Linked DNA regions of Mus musculus: all the other regions are linked to region 3. Evidence: chromatin contacts called from public promoter capture Hi-C data. All regions are on one chromosome and are shown on one strand. The core of a region is the stretch at or near the end of the contact, and the rest is flanking DNA. Distances in the headings are between cores, read along the strand shown.

Region 1 (4,983 bases), core at 1,116-3,615, 1.4 Mb after region 3:
AAAAAAACAATTACACCAATTCAGTGCATAAGTCTATAAACCCGCTAGTCAGCTAGAATCCCTCCTCAGGGACCCCACCCCACTCCCAACCCCCCACCACCAGCAAGAATGCTGACTTAGCATTCTCCATGGTTACAGGAACTACAGAATCTCCCAAATACCTTTGTCTCTGTGTGCCTTGTAGCCCATTCCCTGCTCCCAGGCACAGAATTCAAGCTTCTATGTCACGCCAGCATGATTCTAAATAGCTCAAAAGAAGTGCAGATTGGCTTGAAAGAGCCCCAAAGACAAAGCTTGCCCAGACAAACAGATGCCCAAATCACTCTAAGGAATCTAGGGACTCAGGGGAGCCCCACAATATAGGAACAGAGGTTTCCTATTAGATTAGTTCAAAGTGAATCCAAAGAGTTCAAAAGAGCCTCAAAACACCAAGGGATCAGGAAGGACCACAGGTCCCTGGGGCCATTCCATCCTTCTGCTCCCTTTTCAGTCAAGTTCCTTTGAGTGGCTCATTCCCCAAAAGTGTCATTTCTCTGGCAGCACCAATAAGCAGGGCTCAGCTGCCTCTCCTGAAACACAAATTTAAAAATGGATTATGGTGAAAACAGAAATAGGAGATTTCACCAAGGTGGCCACCCTGGGGCTAACGGGAAGAATGGACAAAGGGGCCTGGTGACCTTGGGAACACAGACCATTGCCTTTCGCTGAGGGCAGCCGGACACAGTCCCTTCCCACTGGTTAAGTGGCCTACTTACCAAGGCAGTCTTGCATGTTTCAAGAAGTATTTATAAAGTTTGAGACCCCAAGTTTGTCCTCATAATTGGTATCTTATAGGTTTTTGTTGGGTTTTATTTTGTATTTTTATTTTCTGTGCATTGGTGTTTTGAACTCAGGACTTCTGAAAGAGCAGCCAAGTGCTCTTAACAGCTAAGCCATCTCTCCAGCCCTTTATAAATATTTTTAAAGCCATGGTAAAGAAGCAAAGTTAATTATGAAACATTAAAAACCACTGAAATTTGGTCTTAATTTCAATTTTTTGAAAATTTAATAGTACGAAATTGATGCTAAACAGAAAAAAATGTGTATTCACATATAGTTGCTGCAGTATAGTTTATAATAAAGGAAGCTGAAACCAGCTCTCCTTTATGGTGGAATTTTATACAAATTATGGTATGCATGGCGTAAGAGAAGTGTTTTCCTGTGTATGTTCATGTGTGTGGGTACATGTTCATATGCATGTGCATGCCTGTGGGGGTCAGAGGTTAACTTCAGGTGTCCTTCCATGGAGACATCCACTTTCTTTCTTCAGACAAAGGGATCTGTCTGCCTGGCTCTCCCTCCCCTGAGCTAGAATTACAAGCATACATCACATGGTTGGATTTTTTTTTTACATGGTTTGGGGGATCAAACTCAGGTTCTGGTACTAGATTTATTTTTAATATCTCTCTCTCTCTCTCTCTCTCTCTCTCTCTCTCTCTCTCTCTCTCTGTGTGTGTGTGTGTGTGTGTGTGTGTGTGTGTATGTGTTTACACACACACATACATGATGTGTGTATATAGGGAGGCAAGCATGTCATAGCATTTATGTGGATATCAGAGACAACTCTGTGGTGTTCTTGCTCTAAATGGAGTATTACACCAATTGCTTAGTGGGTTTCTAAATGAAATAAGAAAAGGGAACCTATTTGTGTAAGACCACACTGGTGATGTTTAGGTTGGTCATCACCCGTGTTCTGTTTCTTATTTTTAACAATGAACATGTATTCTAACTTTTGTTCACCAATGGAGAAATATAAATTATAAATAGATTATGTATATGTATATATGCATATACATGCATTATATTTATTTAATGGCTCTGGGGATTGAACTTAGTTTCACTACTGCTAGGTGGCATTCTAAGTTTAGTTTTATTTCATGTGCATTGGTGTTTTGTTTGCATGTATGTCTGCATCAGGGTGTCAGATCTTGGAGTTACAGACAGTTATGAACTGCCATATAGGTGCTGGGAATTGAACCTGGCTCCTCTGGAAGAGCGGTCAGTAATCTCAACCAGTGAGCCATCTCTCCAGTCCCCCTAACTTTAATTTTTAAAGAGTTCTTTGAAGTCAATCCATTCCCGGAGCACCAGAATGGAAGCAGAGTGTGCGGCGAGTCATTTTTCACGTGCACACTCCTGGCCCAAACAATGAGCTGCTGCACTCTGCAGCTCAGCTCCGAGCATCAGCAGTCATCTTGAGAGTCGAAGCAGAGACCCTGTGTATCTTGGATGCTGCTATTACATTGCACAATCCTCTACACACCGCAGCAGTAAGAGGGGAACCCAGGCTTCGTACCAAAAAGGTTCACACGCTCTGATATTCACATTCTAGTTTCACTTTGACTTGAAAGTCACACAGAAACCAAATGATTAAATCTGCATTTCCTTTGAACTCTGTGTAGATGGTGAGGTAGGGATTCCCCTTGTAGCTGACATTCCTTACCAAAAAGGATTCTGGAGGCTCTTGGCTCTGAAGCTGTCAGCTGCCTTGACACCAGCCCGATCCAGCGGAATTAGACACTTCCTGTGTTCTGTGGGATTTCACAGGTCTCTGTGCAAGCTCGCACCTCTGTAGCAAATCATGGTTGCTTTCAGATCAACAGTTAGTTCTCACAGTTCTCCTGAGCAAGAGAGAGGAAGTGAGAGAGAGGCTTGCAAGCTCTTGCTGCAGTCCTTTTTAATCTATTGAAGACGGGGAGGTACCAAGGTGTGAGGTCGGCTCTGTTTTTCTCACAGCGGGGCGTGGTCCTCAGAGCATGGTCTGCAGAGCATGGTTCTCAGAGCGGACCTCTAACTCAAGGCTTTGATAGAATGGCCCTGTGTGTGTTGTACTTAGTAGTGCCGAGATGTTTGCAAGCCAATCGTTTCGGTTAGATTCCTCTTATCATAGAGACTTCAGGAGAGTTTAAAAGTGTGGATGCAACCTCGAAACAGGGCTCCCTCCCTTCTAGTCCTGCACATTACCACATTCTTCTAAGCTCCAGACTTCATGATTGTTGATAGTGTTTGCTACTTAGAAATGAGCAAGCTTGAAGGTTGCTGAGGATGAACCTCCTCCTTCATAATCAGCTTTGGACGCCATCTTGCCTCTCTGTTTTATAAAAGGGGGGAAACATCATAATTGACCTTCTTAGGCATGTGGAAATGGAGAGAAGATATCAAGTTGCCCCCAAGATCTAAGATCCCACGACGGGGGACTATGGATTAGACATAGGTGAGAAAGGGGGACATAGCATGCTTTCTTGGGGTCCAGGCAGGGAAGACCTTCCTGCTTCTGCTAAAGAAAGCATGGTTATTCCTTATACTTGCTTAGTTTTCTTTCTTTACTTCTTGCTAATCTGTGCTGATGCATGATTTCAGAAAAAAAAAATGGGGTGAGAGTCATATCTTTGGCCATGGGGAAGAGAGACTGTCTGAACTACCCAAAAAGATCCCAAGATTGCTGGAGGCCTTTTGGTAAGGAACAAAGACTTGTTACTGTCTTCCTCTTGAAGAATTCATCTAGATAGGCCTGTCAGTCACTCAAGCAGGAAAATGCCCCTTGGGAAAGCTCTCTGCCCCCAGAGACTTCAGAAAGTGCTATGAGTCACACTAAATGTGTAGCTCCTTGTAATGGTCTCTCTGGCCATTGTCTAGTCTCACTCTGTGAGAGTGTTTCCAATTACTCTGTAATAAACCTTACCTATAGCATCTACAATAGGTCAGTTGAGATCACAAGAACCAGGGAACCATTGGGAAGCCGGGGTGAGGTCCTGGAGATACTTCCATCTCCACACTGGTTACTAATCCGTCAGTCTCTGTCTGTGGCTCCATCCTGTTAGGCTGTCGTTCTGAGGAACCTGTCCATCTCTTCTAGGTTGTTCGGCTTGTTGAAGATCCTGCTCACCCCAGTCTCTTAGGCTTTGTGATTCTGCAGTACTAACTGTGACGTCTTCTTCATTTTATGATGTCAATTGCTTATTTGACTCTTCCCTCTTACTAATCTAGGTAAAAGTTTGTTCGCTTTAATCTTTAAAAAAAAAAAGCTTCAAGTTTCACTGATCTTTTCTGTTTTGTTGCATTTCTTCTTCTGGGAAGAGATAAATAAACATTTATTTGCCCCAGATTGGGACAGACCAAGGTAATGAGCCCACTCAAGTCAAGCTTGCTGAACTAGTTAGTATATTGAGCTTACAGGAGCACGAATGAACCGTAACAGAAGTGTGGGTGATGTCTAAACAGCTTTATCACTGCAACATGCCATCCCATCCTGGATAAGAACCCTATGGAAGCTGCATCCCTGAATCACACTTCTACTTCTGTGGGCTCAAGCATCTGCCAAGATCACTTGCTGGGGAAGGCGTGGAAACGGAATGGCTAGAATCCCAAGCAAGGGTACTCTGAGTATACTTTCCATCAGCATCTTGTCAATAACTTCCTTACTGTTACTACACACCTAGCTGTTGTTGTGTTCTTCTGCTTGTTTTGTTGCCATGGCTACTGGACCACCGCTGTTTCTACTCTGTGATGTTCATGGAATAACTGATGCTCCACCACAACATGTTGATTCTCGAACTGCTTCTTCATCTATTTATGCTCTGGCGTGTCCTATGTATATTATCCTACTAGATCTCGTATTGATTTTCTTCCTGTTCTCTCTCTCTCTAGTTCCTTGAGATATAGAATCAGGTCGTTTATTTGAGATCTTTCTTTTTTCTCATTATTGGCATGTATCACCATCAACTTTCCTCTCGGGACTTCTTTGTGTCCTGTGTGTTTCCATTTTCTACATTTCTGTTTTCATTGGTAGATCAAAACAAAACAAAAACAACCCTCTTTTGGCTTCACACAAATAGTTATTTGTTTGTTTTGTTTTGTTGAGTCAGGGTCTCTCTATGTAGTCCTGGCTGTCCCTGGAACCCACTGTGTAGACCAAGCTGGCATCGAACTCAGAGAGGTAATTAA
Region 2 (4,787 bases), core at 774-3,273, 1.1 Mb after region 3:
TTTTTCTTTACATGTTGTTAGCCAAGATGATTTAACTCAACTCAGGTTTCCATTATCAGGGACTTACGGATTGGTCTGTAGACAAAACTACAGGTTAACAAGAAAAAAAAGGGGGGGAGGGGGGAAAGGCATCGCTGTACCCATAGCAACAAGATTGCATTTTAATATAGAAACTTTGCAGCAGAGAGACAATAGCTCCCTCCACAGCTATGTAGTTTTGTATTGGGAAGGGTTTGCAACCCAAGCAGCTACTGTCACTCCTACACTTTGATACTCTCCTTAATTTCAGCCAAATGGTCACTACAGAGCACCTCCACAGGACTTGGCTAGCGGCGACGGTCTGCAGCAAACCTCAATGATGAGAAAACTGATTTTTCTCTAGGGAGTATAAATTAATCAAACATCTTCTTTCAGGTTTCTCTAAACAGCCTAAGGTAAACACGCACGTTTAAGCCACGGAATAACTCAGGGGGCTCTTTCTTCATAAACCCTAACTTACAAAATTATTAAGATGTTTGTTACATTCCTGGGATGAGGCAAGTTATCATGCAAGCAGAATTTCTTATAAAAAGTGTTCCTCAAATTTATGCATAAAGTTCTCATTTATCTTAACTGGCCCACGTTCACTCAATTTTGCTTAGTGACAAGATATCAAATCCAAATGAATTCAGAATACCAATTCATACTTCCCCCCCAACACCACTCTTGAGAATAAAGTATCTCCAACAATATTAGAGGAAAAAAAATATAAGTTCTTAGAACCAAATCTCATGACTCCGTGTAAAATAAAATCTCAATGACTCTGTGTAAAGTGTTTATTTTGAAGAATACAAGGTAAACATTATCCAGTGTCCATTTAACCTGAATTATTCAAAGGCTCATTCATATTCAATTAGTATTATTGTAAAATACTACTATTGTAAGTACTGCAGTAAAAATTTACAGAAGTGTTTCTGTTATCCGCCAAAGACATGGATATGACAATTCCAACTCTTATTTGCCACCTCCAAGCTATCCAAAGGTTCTGGTCCACACCACTGTCCTGTGGTCCCTACAGGGCTCCGGTTCCCTAACACCGAAGGCGCTCTGCACTGCTAGCCACGCTGCAATCCTTTGCTTCAGGCACTGCGGCAGGTTCTCTCCAAGTCCCCAAAGGCAGTCTCTCCAAACCTCGGTGGTTCTTTTCCTCCCCCCTGCCTTCCCCCACAAGCCAAATGACCCAGCAGTTAGCGCGCTCCGGGTACGGAAAAGGGGATGCTTCTTCAGTCCCAATCGCCCCCAAGTTTCTCGCCAGGGGCGCTGGAGGCTGGGCTCCAAGTTTGCTGGGCGGCAGCTGGGGGGCGCGGGCGGGGGGCGGGAGCCCCGAGTCCAGGCGGGAGGGGGAGGAGCAGGCGCGCGGCCTCGCCGCTACCTGGCTCCTTCCAACGCGGCCGCTCGCGGGGTGCGCCGGGGGCTCCGATGGGAACCGAGCGCGGGGGACCCGGGACCACACAGGTGAGCCCCGCCCGCGGGCTCCCAATCCACCGAGTTCCCCTATCCCACGATCCCGCCCGCCATCCCCTCCCCCTCGCTCCTCCACCCCAGCTCCGAAGCACTTTCCCAAGCCCGAAGGAGCCCTCGCTGCACCCCGAACCCGTTCTCCGCGTCCTGCTTTCTCCGAAGGGAAAAAAAAAAGGAGAGAAAGAGAGAGAAGCAAGCAGATGCGGCGCAAAGCGGGGCGCAGGACGGCAAGGTGAGGGCGCGGGGACTTACTCTGCCAAGCGCGGTGCCGAGCGCAGCGGCCAAGAAACCCAGGCCCGGCTCCCCGGCGCCCGGAACCCCGCGGGCCGGCAGGTCAAGCGCTTCGGGCCGGACGGCGTCCGGGATAGGGACCGCGACCGCACGGACGCGCGGGTGGGGTTGGCTCGGGTGGCGCTCGCACTGCGCTCCGGCCGCGGCTCCGCGCGGCTCGGCTCCCCGCTCCCCTCTGGCTCCTTGGCACCAACTCTGGGCAGTCACATGACGCCGGCGCCGCTCGCTCTGCGAGCCTCCCCGGGGCTGGCGGGGTAAGTAGAGGCTGGGAGCCGGGGTGGGAGGGTCAGGGAGGGGCAGCGGGAGCCGCCACAGCCGCCCGGGCTGGGAGGGGTCCCCACCCACTTGGGTGGAGGCAGCCGCCGGAGGGGTCGGCGAGTCACTGGCAAACACGCACCCCGCCCTGCCCTTCCCCGCCCCCGCCTCCCGCGCCGCCCCCGCCCGCGCCCCGCCCAGTCACCCGGGGCCAGCCTGACAGACACTCATTATTCCCCGGAGCCGGGCGCCGCCCCGCCGGCTCGACCTGTCCCGGGAGGCGCGGCGCGGCCTCGGGGCTGGGCGTGAGCGGCCCCCGCCCGGCTCTCCACCCTGGGCCTCCACCCCGCCTGAGCGCTCCGCCCGGCGCCCTGAGCCCGCGGCCCCGCCCTAGCTGTCCTGGCCTCCTCGCTGCGGCCCGAGCCCCGGGGGGAAGGAAGGGCGGCGTTGGCCCGCTCCGGGCGTCACACGCTCTACGGCCCCTAGCGCCGCTTCCAAAACACACAGCCCGGGTTCGCAGGCGAGCCGAGGAGTGGGGGAGCGAGGCCGTCAATCACTCGCTCCCGCGGGAAGGGCCGCCCCTCCCGGGCAGAGGGCGGTGGAGCGGGTGTTGCGGCCCAGGATGCCCTGTCCCTACGTCGGGGAGCGCGGTGCTCCAGGAGCGATCGCTGCCTTGTGCACAGGGGTCGCGCTGCAGCCTGCGCGCTGGCGCTGTTCGGAGACTTCGGGTCGCCCCTGTTCTTTCGCCTACCCTGCAGGGGCCGCTTCCAGCCTGGAGGGACTTTTCTTGGAAAGGTGGAGACCCCCGGAGGAGTGCGACTCCCCAAGGGCCCGATGCTCTGGAGCGAAAAGGCGTTCGCTGGTCAGCCTTGCTGCCAGAAAATTTAGCAAACTTCGGGCAGATCCTCCCACCTGGGGCGAGAGCTCTGGCTGGCCTGGGGCTCAGCCCCGGGACCTTTCCTTTCACACTTTAAGAGCCTCAAGGCACTTTTTCCGTGGAAACCAGGCCAGCGCGAGGACAACTTCGCTGAGCTTGGTGCTAGGCTAGAGTCGGAGGCTTTTGAGTTTCCTTTTAAAACAGTATTAATGTAATAAGGAACGCAATAAAAAGAACAAAGGACAAATTGGTTCAATTGTTTTAGTTCTGTGTAATGTTTTAAAACAACCCGGCTTCAGTCTATGGCTTGTTATTACTTCAAGATGTTTTAAAGGCCCTGTAAGTTCACCATTCTCACTTCACTTTGATGCTTCAGCCAGGCATGGTACTACTTAAAACGTAGTGATACATAGATTCCCCACTCCTTGTTGTAACTACAAGGTACAATTAAACTAGAACCCAGTAACCTCCAACACTGAAATTGTCTGTCCTGAGGAGACCCAGAACCCACTAGTTCACATTCCAGTATAATGTCCTGTTTAAAATGTAAGTGGTGAGGGTCTTGGGTGGTTTATTTCCAAATAAAATAGTCAAAGAAAAAGTTGGGTTTTTGTTTGTGTGTGTGATTTGTAAATTGCTGCTCCTAGGTGACCAATCATTAGCAATATATTTGAATGGCTAGGATTTAAATGAGAGATAGAAAGAAAAAAAAAGATAAAGTAGATCAGATGGCTTGAAAAGTGGCCCAAGATAAGAAGGGTGGGGATGGGGGTGGGGGTTAACACCTTAGTGAGCACTGATTTGGGTGCCTCTAGGGAAAAAGATCTAATCAAAGCCTGAGTGCTTGTAGTGCTGAGTAGCTCAGCAAGAGACACAGAAACTCTTCCAGGTGGGCAAGTCGGAACTGCCTGAAGTCATCCCTGACCCTTGCCCCTCCCTAGCAGATCGCCAAACTGTCTCCCATCATTACTTACTCCTTGGCCACTACCCTGGTACACCCTGTTGCAACAGTGTCTCCCATTTGTAGCATGATTAAAGGTGTGGGAAGAGAGTGGAAGCAATGGAGTAAGAATGTCCTTTCTAAATAAAGTACAGATCTAAATGTGTCAGTTTCTTGGGTGACTCAGTTTGGGTTCGACCTTTCTATCTGTACCGAAGGGTATCTGTCTTAGTTACTTTTCTATTGCTCTGCTGAATGCCATGATCAAGCTACCTTCGAGAAGGAAGGGTTCATTTGGGGTTTGTGGTTTCATCCTCATCACCATCACCGTGGGAAAGTGTGGCCCCAGGTAGGTATGGCAGCAGGACCTGCTGAGAGCTTACATTCTGAACTGGAGAAGCATAGCACTAACTGGGGATGGGGTGGGGTGGCCTTTTGATATCTCAAGCCACTCCCCAGCAACCCCCTTCCTCCAGCAAGGCATCTCCCAAACCTCCGGAAACAGGGCTACCAACAGGAAACCAAGTATTCAGGTGCCCAAGAAGATCTCATTCAGACCAGCACGTTCTGCTCACTGGCATCTCTAGTCTGACCATACAGTAATGCAAAACACATTTAGTCCAGCTTCAAACGTCCTCATAGTCTTTCAGTCCCAACCCTGATTTCTAAGTCCAAAGTCTCTTCCAAGGCTCAAGACAATCTCTTAGTTATAACTTTCTATAAAATTTAAAAGCAAGTGACATGCTTCTAATGTACAGTGGCACAGAATATACACAACCATTTCAAAAGGGAGGGATGGAGGTATAGAGAGCAAATACTGGAGCAAAGCAACTCTGAACCGCAGCAGGGAAAAACTCCAAAGTTCTCTATCTCTTTGTCTGATGCCAAATGTCTCTAACATTCCAGCTCTGCTGCCGGTAACAC
Region 3 (4,835 bases), core at 873-3,372:
ATAGCCAAATCCTTACAAGTCCTAAGGGCTGACCTTTGAGAGTTTATTGTAAGCTAGACACTACATTAAGCACTTTGTATATTTTATCTCAACTGCAGCCTTTGGGGGGAGTAATTTTCAGTTATTGCTACTGTTATTTAAAGGTCTCTTATAATAACAACACAAAAAGGAACATTGAAGAATTTCAGTGACTTGTCTGACGTTCCCATGGCCCAGAAATAACAGAGCCAAGCTTCAACATGGGCCCCTGGACTCCAGGTTCTTGCTCATTTGCCATGGTTTTAGATTCCAGTTTTCATGGTCCAGGAATCACTATAACATGCTATCTCTCTAAGGGAATGTCCGTGGAAACAACTGTTATATGGCCCAAAGGGCTCACTCTCTTTGAAAGAGAAGCTCTTCAAGGTCAGAGACTTGCTTATCCACCTAGTCAACCTCCCCAGAAGAAAGACAGATGATTGAAAGTCTTTAAATAGGAAAACAGACACAGAGGTTCCCCCCGACCCCCACCCCAGGCCTTTCTCTGCATCCACAATGGACTAAGGAACACTGCTAGAGGCCCAAGGGGTATCACAAAACAGTCCTAAGCACTCAGAAGGTGGCCCAAGGATGCAAAACTGGCCGAGTCCCTCTACAAATGGCTAAAAGAAGGTTTAAAACTACAGAATGTAGTCTCTTCTCATTCATCTCTCCAGCTGGCCCACACCCTGTCTTTCTAACCCTGATCCGGCAGAGGGTAAACCACTGGGCCAGTCTCTAGGCCAGTCAGTCTCCTCTTTATGGAAAGTCCACATGGCCCTCCAAGTCTACAACAACCTTCCCCTTCTCCATCTGCTAAGCCCCCATCCTTCCTAAGGCTTCCTGCTAAGCCCCCATCCTTTATAAGCATCCTTCCTTCTGAGCACTCCAGCTCACTCCCAGAACCCTTCTCGAAACCCTACAGCTGTTAAAGCTTCTGTGACCCAGCTTCTTCTTCAACTGTTTCCTAACCTGTATCTTTCGCTGTAACTACTAGACTTGAAGGTCCACCGAAGGACGGGTTTCCTTATATTTCTCTTCTCTCATGCACAGCACCATCTTAGATCCGGTCGCTTGAACCCATCTGTCACAACTTTAATTTAGTGAAGCACCTAAAACCGGTGATTTTCCCCCAAGCTTTTGTTGCTGTGGATGTTACAGCCCAGCCAATCTATTGGCAGTGCACAGCATGAAACCTGCTGAGAAACTAAATTTAATCTAGAAATGTACAGAAAGGGGCCATTGGGATTGAGAATAGCTAGATAGGAATTCTGGGATATGGTTTTTATTTCGATTTTTTTTTTCTACATAGCTAGATAACTTTAAAGCTGCTCTCTGTGGATGCTGGAGGGCCCTTAGATTTCCTTCATCAAACACTGCTGCATGAAGTCTAAAGTCCCCACACAAGCAAGCTCTGACACAGCCCCAAGAACATATGGGAATACCTTAGAAACTAAGACTCAGTGGCACATGCCTGTAACTCCTGCACCTGGGAGGTGGAAGCAGAAGGGTCAGGAATTCAAGGCCATCTTTGACTTCACATCAGCCAGCCCAGGCTATCCAAGACCTCATCTCAAAACAAAAACAAAGCAAAATAGAAAGAAAACCAAAGTGTGTCTTGTTAAGACTCTAGAGTTGGGGTAGACGGCCGAACACACCCCCATCTCTGAGTTTAGTCTACACTTTGCAACAAATTAAAAAAGGTCATTACAATGTTCAGCCTAAAGAAGAAGAAAAAAATCTTAACAAAATCACAGAGATTCCTGAGACACCGAAAAAACATTTTTAAAGAGGCAAAAGTCTTACCTGGGGTAGAATGCCAAGTCTCATCACCAAAATGACTGACTCCGGAAGTCTAAGTAGCTCTCCACGCCATGTAAAAGCTAACGTAGCTCAAATCTATTACTGCTGAGAGTCCCTCCTGAGGTCTACCTCTCTCTCTCTCTCTCTTCCCCAAGGCTCCCAATGAGTCACTGTTGGAAAAGCTGCAACACCGGACTGGCAGAGTCCAGCCCAAGGTGGTGGGCCTCAGTGTCGGAGGTGACCGAGGCAGAGGAACACTCCGAAAGTGACAAAAGCGATTAGCAAGTTCCTGTGCCGAAGTGAGTTTCCTGTGGCTGGCTTCTCCACAAAGGGGTTTCGCCTGTGTGGGTTTAGGGGCCTGTGCGCATGTGCGTTTGTTTCCCTCCATGAGCCTGTGAAACCTACCCAAGCAAGAGGCCAAATAGGGCTTTTGCTGCACGGCTGGATTTCTGTTTGATTACCGTTTTATCCTTTCTGGATCGTTTCTCTCTCTCCATTCCCTCCTGTTGAGGGAAGGAAAGGGGGTGAAACTGGGATGATTCTTTCAGGAAATGAAACAAGAGAGGAAAATCGGTTTCACTGTCCTGGCTGGTCTCGGTTAACTTAAGCTTAAGTAAAAGCACTTAACTAAGAACTTAACTTCCGGGCTGAGAATGGAGCCTATGGGTAGCGTACTTGCCTGGCCCTGTGTTTGTGCCCCGTACTGAATAAAAGCCATAGTTCCTGGCACACACCTGTTATCCCAATGTTCAGAAGGATCAGAAGTTCCAGGTTTCCCAGGTATGATGGCACCTGCCTTTAATTCCAGCGCTCAAGAGGCAAAAAGCAGGTGGAGTTCTTTGAGTTCAAGGCCAGCCTGGTCTACATAGAGAATTCTAGAACATCCAGAGCTTCACAGAGAGTCTCTGTAAAAAAAAAAAAAAAAACTCAGCTGTACACGGAGTTCACCACCAGCCCAGCAGGAGACAGTCGGTGGGTTCTCTGGATCACTCTGCCTTATTAATAATGAGTTGTGCTGCCAGTATTAGTAACAATTTAAAAATGAAGGGCATAGCAAAAGTCAAGTAACCGCCACAGAGCAGCACCTGGGCCGGGAGGTACTAGACCCTGTGCTGTTTTCTGACCCCTCTGAGTTTCATTATTTGACTAAAAACACAACTGTACTTGTCCCTCCTCGCTGTGCCAGCCAGGTGTAGAGACCATCTGCCACAATGTAACCCCATGGTCAAACTGCCTAAACCAGCCATTTGACTCTCCTGAAGTATTAACACCCTCCCCCCTCCCCTCCCCCTCCCCTTCCCATGCCCCGCCACCCTAAGTCTTGAATCACTATAAATGCTACTGACCAGGATGGTAACTTGCTCAAAATATCGGAGTGCCAAGTAGGCAAACAGCAGAAAGACCTTAAGGCAGACATGAGATTGGATTAGCCAGGCCTTAGGTACTTTAAATGGGATTAAATGGCACGTCTCTAATCCCAGCACTCTGGAGGCAGAGGCAGGCAAATCTCTGAGTTCTGGTCTACAGAGTGAGTTCCAGGACAGTCAGGGCTACACAGAGAAACCCTGTCAGAGAGAGGGAGAGGGAGAGGGAGAGGGGGAGAGGGGGAGGGGGAGAGAGGGGAGGGGGAGAGGGGGAGAGGGGAGGGGAGAGGGGGAGAGGGGAGGGGAGAGGGGGAGGGAGAGGGAGAAAGAAAGGGGAGGGTGATAGGTCAATGTACTTGAAGCGTGGTATGGACAGAAGAAAGGAGACAACATCAGGCTTACAAATAGACACATAGAAGCCTCTATGAGCCCCCCCCCCCCCCGTAGCAATTTACTAGTAAAGTAGGAACTTAGTCTCTCTCCAGAAAATTCCTTGTGGGAAGCTTGATTACCACTGGAATATTATTAGGTAGGCAAAGCACAAATAATTTCTTTGCCTCTGAGTTTGTGTTTCTAAGGGTGAGGGCAACTGCTACAAACACCAACACCTCTGCCAGATGAAATGAGTTTAAAAAAAAAAAAACAAGAAATCTCTCAGGAGGGTGAAGTCAAAGGACTAGGAACTTGAGGCCATCTTGGGGATACACAGAGCATTTCCAGGCCAGTCTGGTTTATGAGACTTGTGTTTTAAGTTTAAATAGAGAAATATATGTGTGTTGAGATGAGGTCAAGAAAAAGTGAAAAAAAAAAATCAAACAAGGGTTGGGTTCAAAAGGAAAGCTTGTGCCCTTGTGGCTCTAAGTGTTCTGGCAGGCAATACGAAGCAGAAAAAAAGACATAGAAAACAAAGCACTACTGGGTAAACATGTGCTCAATACTGTAATCCCAGCGTTCACCAAGAATTCAAGGCCAGCCTGGGCTACAGAGGGAGGCTGTTCCCCAAACACAGGAACAAATAAGCGACACTAGTTACCGAGCTGGGGATGGTGGTCCTCTGGCTCCTGGGTGCTAAGCCCACATAGACACTTTGCCTTTGGATTTCCACAGGGAGGAAGGAAACCAAACCGCCACCCTTAAGCAGCCTGTAGCAAGGTCTGTGCAGTGAATCCTCCGCAGTCTCTCCTTGGCCAGGCTGATTTCATCTCGACACCCTAGGGACAGGTGTGACAGGGCAATGATGTACCCTCTGGGTTTCACCAGGCCGTTCCAGTTCAATCCAGATGAAGACTGACGTCAACTGTGCTTTGAGAAAGGCATTACCAACGGTTTTTCTCACCCAGTTTCTGAAAGCTCTGGTACTCCAAAGCCGAAGAGTTCAAAATGATCTACCTGTGGGGGGTGGGAGAATGCAGGCTGCGGGGGGGGGGGGGGGGGGGGTTCCTCAGGGTACCAGTGAGCTGGGCCTACTCTTGGGAGGAAAGAGAAGGGCAAAGTCAGCTGCCCTCGTGGACCAAACCTCCTCCTCCAGATGCTTCTGCCTCTGCCGCTCTGAATCTGAAGCAAGACATCCACAGCAGGATCTAGCTACTCCAGGCTTCGTCCTTTGCATATGGTCTGCACGCGTGTGGCCACACACACTCCCGGGTTAGG
Region 4 (4,851 bases), core at 281-2,780, 1.8 Mb after region 3:
GAGCATCTCAGAGTGTGAGCAGAGCAGTTCTTTCCCGCCCCTTCAGTCTCTGTCAGACACTTAGTCAAGTGGTACAAGAGCCCAATAACACACACAAGACTTCTTAGCTGAGGTGTTAGGACAGCTACACAATGCAAGTTATTAAGTGATCAGAAATGGAAACAGTTTCCTCCCCTTAAACATCCTGGAATGCTTTATGTTTCCAGGAAAAAAAAAATCCACAACAAAGCAAAACAAAACCTCCCATGAGGCGCTAGCACTGCCATCCTGTTTCCAGGATGGCCTGACTATTCATTTTCTAGGTGTGAGCGAGCAAAGGCCTCTGCTGAGCCTTCCAGCCTCTATCCAGTCACCAAATGTTTCAGGGACCAACTATAGACATGCAGTACGGCACTACGGTACTACGGTACTATAGACCACGGAAAGCAGCAGAGACACACAGCACCAGCTACATAATTTTCAGGGGGGGCCAGTGCACAATTAGAACGAAAGACTCCGTGTTTAACAATAGAGAATCTCAAAGTAGTGCTTTAAAATACGGCTTGGGCCCTTCCCTGAGTACAGGTTCAGTGGATCTGCGTGGGTCTCACCTCCTGAAGTCAGCCCTGGATACCGACAAATTTTAAACAAACAAGCCTGTAAGGGATTGTCTTTCAATTCCAGGAAGAGCAGGGAACCAAAGGCCTGGGCTGTCTAGAGAGAGAGTTTGAGTTGCACTTGGGAGACAGGAAAGATCCGCTAAGTTCACACAGGAAAAACGACAAGAGAAATAAAGTCAGCAGAACACCGGCAAGAGGAACATTGCGGGAAAGCAACAGGACACGCGAAAGCACAGGTCAGAGAGAACTTGTAGAGGGCAAAGGAAGTGATGTCCGGAGCTGGCCGACTGACTAAGACATTACAGGGGAAAGGCGCAGCTGGGGCCAAAGCGTTCCCTGTCACCTTCCCAGTGGAGTGTATGTTCTCTGGAAAACTCCCTGTCAGCCTGGCCCATCAGGGACCCGGTAGTATCCATGAAATCAGAAAAGGTGGTCTGGACTGTGGAGAAGTCCAGGTCCCGGGAAAGGCGGGACAGAGCGGATTCTGAATGGATGAAGATGCTCAGCCCATCACAGAACCTCAAAAACCTTCTCGTGCGTGGACTACCCCGGGTCCCAGGCCCGCTACATTCACTCTCCACCCCACTCCCCGCCCCCCAGCTCGCTCCTCTACCGGGTCTAGCAGCCGGGCGAGCCACACAGCTGTCTCCAGTCCCGCAACAGCTTATGCCGAGCAGGCACCGTGTGGCGAGGCAGGGAAGGAAAGAAGGAAGCTGGGCCCGGCTCCCTGCCGGACAAGCCACGGCGCCCGAGAACCGAAGAGCCGGAGATCGGCCCTTACCTGGTCCCAACGCAGCCACTGCGCGGTCTCCTGGTCCAGTCGCGCGTCCATACCCAAGCCACTGCCTTCCGGAGCCGGTGTCTCTGTCGGTGTCGCCGCCGCCATCCCGCAGCAGTCACAACCGGGCGGAGGAGGCCGGGTCACCCTTCTGGAGGGGCGGGGAGAGGGCGGGGAAAGAGGCGTAGTCAGAGAGCCGGAGGGAAGAGGACGTGCAGCAGCCCCGCCCGGTTCCAGACTCGCCATTAGTGGGTGTGCTTCCCGGAGGGCCAGGCAATTGGGGAGTGCTTTGTTGTTAGGAGAGCTGGAGGCTCGCCTTACTCTAGTCTCCTAGGCCCTACATACCCAGGGTCCTCCAGCAAACATCAAGTATGCATTTGGTGCCCATCACACCTGAGATGCTAGTCTGACTGCGCTGGGAAGCAGAGCACATTGGCGCAGGCCAGTAGCCACATGGCAGAGGCAGGCAGGTCTCTGTGAGTTAGAGGCCAATCTGATCTACATAGTGAACTCTAGACTAACTAGGGGTACATAGGGAGATCCTATCTCAAAATGTAAATTAAATTAGAGAATAGCAGAGGGGGAAACAAATCTTGAAAAAGAAGAGCCAAGTGGGAAATAAATCAAATAGACCAACGAGCCAGAAATGAGATAACACTTGCAAAGACAGTTTATGTCAGAAGAGCAACCGGAAGGACGAGTTGTAATTTCAAGGCACCGGGTCAACTGGATTTTCACACTAGAAAATGTAAAAAGAATGTCGACTCATCCGCCTGAGGTCGCCACACACAAACGAGAATTCCAGGTCAGCTGGGTGATGTATGTGCACACCTGGCTGGGCACGGGGAAGCACAAGCAAGAATGGTTCTGAGCCGCACATGATGCCTTCCTCGCTCCTGCAGTCCCGACTGTTGGGACTGTTGTGAGTTCAGGGCCTGGCCTACAAAGTGAGTTCCAGTTCACCGTGGGTTCCAGTGTGAGATCTCGTCTCAACAAGCAAACAAACAAACAAACAACCCTAAAACGAAAGAAAAAACAATTAAACAAAAAAAATCCAAAGCAGTTAAGAGCACGGGTTGTTCTTCCAGAGCACCTAAGTTTGATTATCAGCACTAGCATGGCTGCTCAGGATGGTCTGAAACTCCAGTTCCAGGGGATCCTGCATCCTTTTCAGACCTCCATTGTCATATATATCCATGGTGCATAGACATGTATGCAGGCAAAATACAAACATACACACACACACACACACATACACACACACAACTTTTTAAAAGGTTTCTAGCAGATTTAGTCGCAAAAAGCTCCAACCATACACATCCAGATTGCCAACAATAGAATGGATAAATATGTAGTGGTATATTCATTCTAAATCATATACATAAATGATGATCGATAAGCCATGAGTTACACAGCCCAGTGAGAATGAAGAACTGTATACAACTTCATGGATGTAGCTCACAACCATCCCATAGAGTGAAAGAATTCAGACCTCTGACAGACATTGGGTCTGACAGACACTGACTAAGAAAAGCACAAAGAAAGAAAACAAATCAGTATTTTCCAGAACTGGATATGGGGATTCACTGCAAAGGTCACTGGGGGTTAAGGGAAGCGACTCTGGGTTTGTGATTTCCTGGATCCAGGTGCTCGTCAAAACTTAGAACCATGGTTACCAGCTATAAGTTATGTCTCAATTTTGAAATTTTAAAAAACTACATTTATCTACGGTGTGTGTGTGTGTGTGTGTGTGTGTGTGTGTGTGTGTGTGCTGTGCCATACATATGGAAATACAAGGATAACTTTAGGAAGTCATTTCTCTTCTTCCACCATAGAGGTCCTAGGGATCGAATTCAGGTTGTCAAGCTTGGTGGCAAGTGCCTTTTGTTGCAGGATATTTAATCATACTCTGAACTCTGAGCTTAAGTTGTTTACTGGAGAAACCTGTTTCTAGTTGTGGTGTGACTCAGTTTTAGCACACACCTTTACACCTTTAACCCCTCTGGCTGGGATACAGACACAACCCTAGTGCTCACCTTTAATCCCAAACAGTGAAGGTAAGGTTAGTTTGTAGAAGGAAGCACCCATGTTTGAAAGTGATGTCTAGTTGAGTGGCAGACAAAGTGATGAATCAGAGAAAGACTTGACAGAACAGAAGAGAGGAAAGAGAGGCTACTTAGGAGAGAACAGTGCAGAGAGAGAAGGGAGAGGGCAGGCTTACTAGGACAGTTATAGAGACAGGTTGTAGAGAGAGGGAGAACAAACTACACACAGGCAAAGACGGAGTTAGTCAACGAGAAAGAGCCACATGACAACAGAGTGTCAGTTAGTATGAGGCCAAGCCAAGCAAAAAGTCAGAGGCTGAGAGAGATGCCAGATTGAATCAGTCAACTTGAAGAGGAGTTTAAGCCAGAACAGCTGAGTCCAACCAGCCAGCTAGAGTTCAGACAGAGTGAGGAGGAGAGATCTTATTCAGCAGCAAGTCTCAGAGGCTGAAAACATTCTAGGCCTAGATAAGACTGTACAGAGGCTAGAAGCTTCCAGAACTGGGCCTAGGTTAGCAGACAGACAGGAGGCAGTAAGTCTCAGAGATGACAATTACACCAGGCAAATAAAAGATACTTTTACAGCCGTTACTTGCCAAGCCATCTCACTGGTTCATATTTCAATTTAAAAAATTGTTAACATACAAACTACAGGAGAGTTAATCTATGGACATTAGGGGACTGGTTATATTTGGGAAGGAGGAGTTTTGTGTCTGTTCTGCCCTTCTTCCCCACCACAGGAATCAATCAGGGCCTTGCTTGTGCTAGCCAAGCACTGAGCCACATCCTCAGTTCCAGGCCCTCTCTCTCCACCTTTTATTGGTTTTCTTTGAGACTGGGTTGCCAAAGCTTGTCTAAATTGGTCTTAAATTGCCTATAGTTGTAACTAAGGCTGGCTTGAAATTTATGATCCTCCTGCCTCAGCCTCCTAGAGTAGCTGAGACTATTGATATGTGCCATCGTCCCTTGCTTGGACCAGCTACTTCATGAGCTGGATGGAGATAATACACACACACACACACACACACACACACACACACACACACACACACGTTACTTGATAGTGCTATAGTCTTTTTGTTGGTTGCTTGGTTTGGTTTTGGGTCTCCTGTAGCCCATAGTCAACTCAATATGTAGCCAAGCACAGCCTTAAACACCTGATACTCCTGTCTCTAACTCCTAACTGCTGGGATTATAGGCATACACCAGCATACAAAGCTACAGTCTTAAGAGTTGTAGGTTTTCTTTGTGGGTTTTTTTTTTATTTTGGTTTTCTTTTTAGGTATGTATGTATGTATGTATGTATGTATGTATTTATTTATTTAATGTATGTGAGTACACTGTAGCTGTCTTCAGACACACCAGAAGAGGGCAACAGACCCCATTACAGATGGTCGTGAGCCACCATGTGGTTGCTGGGAATTGAACT

Evidence for each region. Promoter capture Hi-C pulls out the DNA fragments that hold promoters and counts their contacts.
Region 1: a promoter capture Hi-C map of neutrophils shows a contact between it and region 3, with 4 times the contacts expected there. The contact joins the enhancer-like site here to the promoter of Rhoh in region 3. A contact is called at or near these places in 5 of 39 promoter capture datasets (hippocampal neurons, liver, neutrophils and 1 more) and 1 of 9 other capture datasets (liver).
Region 2: a promoter capture Hi-C map of the C10 cell line shows a contact between it and region 3, with 4 times the contacts expected there. The contact joins the promoter of Klf3 here to the promoter of Rhoh in region 3. A contact is called at or near these places in 1 of 39 promoter capture datasets (the C10 cell line), 1 of 484 Hi-C or Micro-C datasets (CD8 T cells) and 1 of 115 datasets of contacts at active chromatin or transcription factors (double positive thymocytes).
Region 4: a contact with region 3 is called in a promoter capture Hi-C map of neutrophils, with 2.9 times the contacts expected there. The contact joins the promoter of Pgm2 here to the promoter of Rhoh in region 3. A contact is called at or near these places in 2 of 39 promoter capture datasets (liver and neutrophils).

The regions. Positions count from the first base shown.
Region 1 is chr5:64,485,568-64,490,550 of GRCm38.p6, reverse strand. No RefSeq gene overlaps it. Among named protein-coding and RNA genes, the nearest start is that of Gm52815, 7.7 kb to the left of the region's middle. Within about 2 kb of position 2,365, at least 114 of the 459 cell types and tissues checked have an H3K27ac peak or open chromatin away from gene starts, as enhancers often do. A contact at or near this core is called in neutrophils, where this site is marked.
Region 2 is chr5:64,800,757-64,805,543 of GRCm38.p6, reverse strand. It overlaps Klf3 (Kruppel-like factor 3 (basic)), which reads right to left and starts at 2,023. Exons shown (of 6, transcript NM_008453.6): 1 at 1,753-2,023. It overlaps Gm38457, which reads left to right. Exons shown (of 2, transcript XM_006504241.4): 1 at 1-1,494; 2 at 1,585-3,174. The coding sequence starts at 1,255. The coding sequence ends at 2,049.
Region 3 is chr5:65,860,871-65,865,705 of GRCm38.p6, reverse strand. It overlaps Rhoh (ras homolog family member H), which reads right to left and starts at 2,122. Exons shown (of 3, transcript NM_001081105.2): 1 at 1,825-2,122.
Region 4 is chr5:64,089,618-64,094,468 of GRCm38.p6, reverse strand. It overlaps Pgm2 (phosphoglucomutase 2), which reads right to left and starts at 1,530. Exons shown (of 14, transcript NM_025700.3): 1 at 1,381-1,530. The coding sequence starts at 1,485.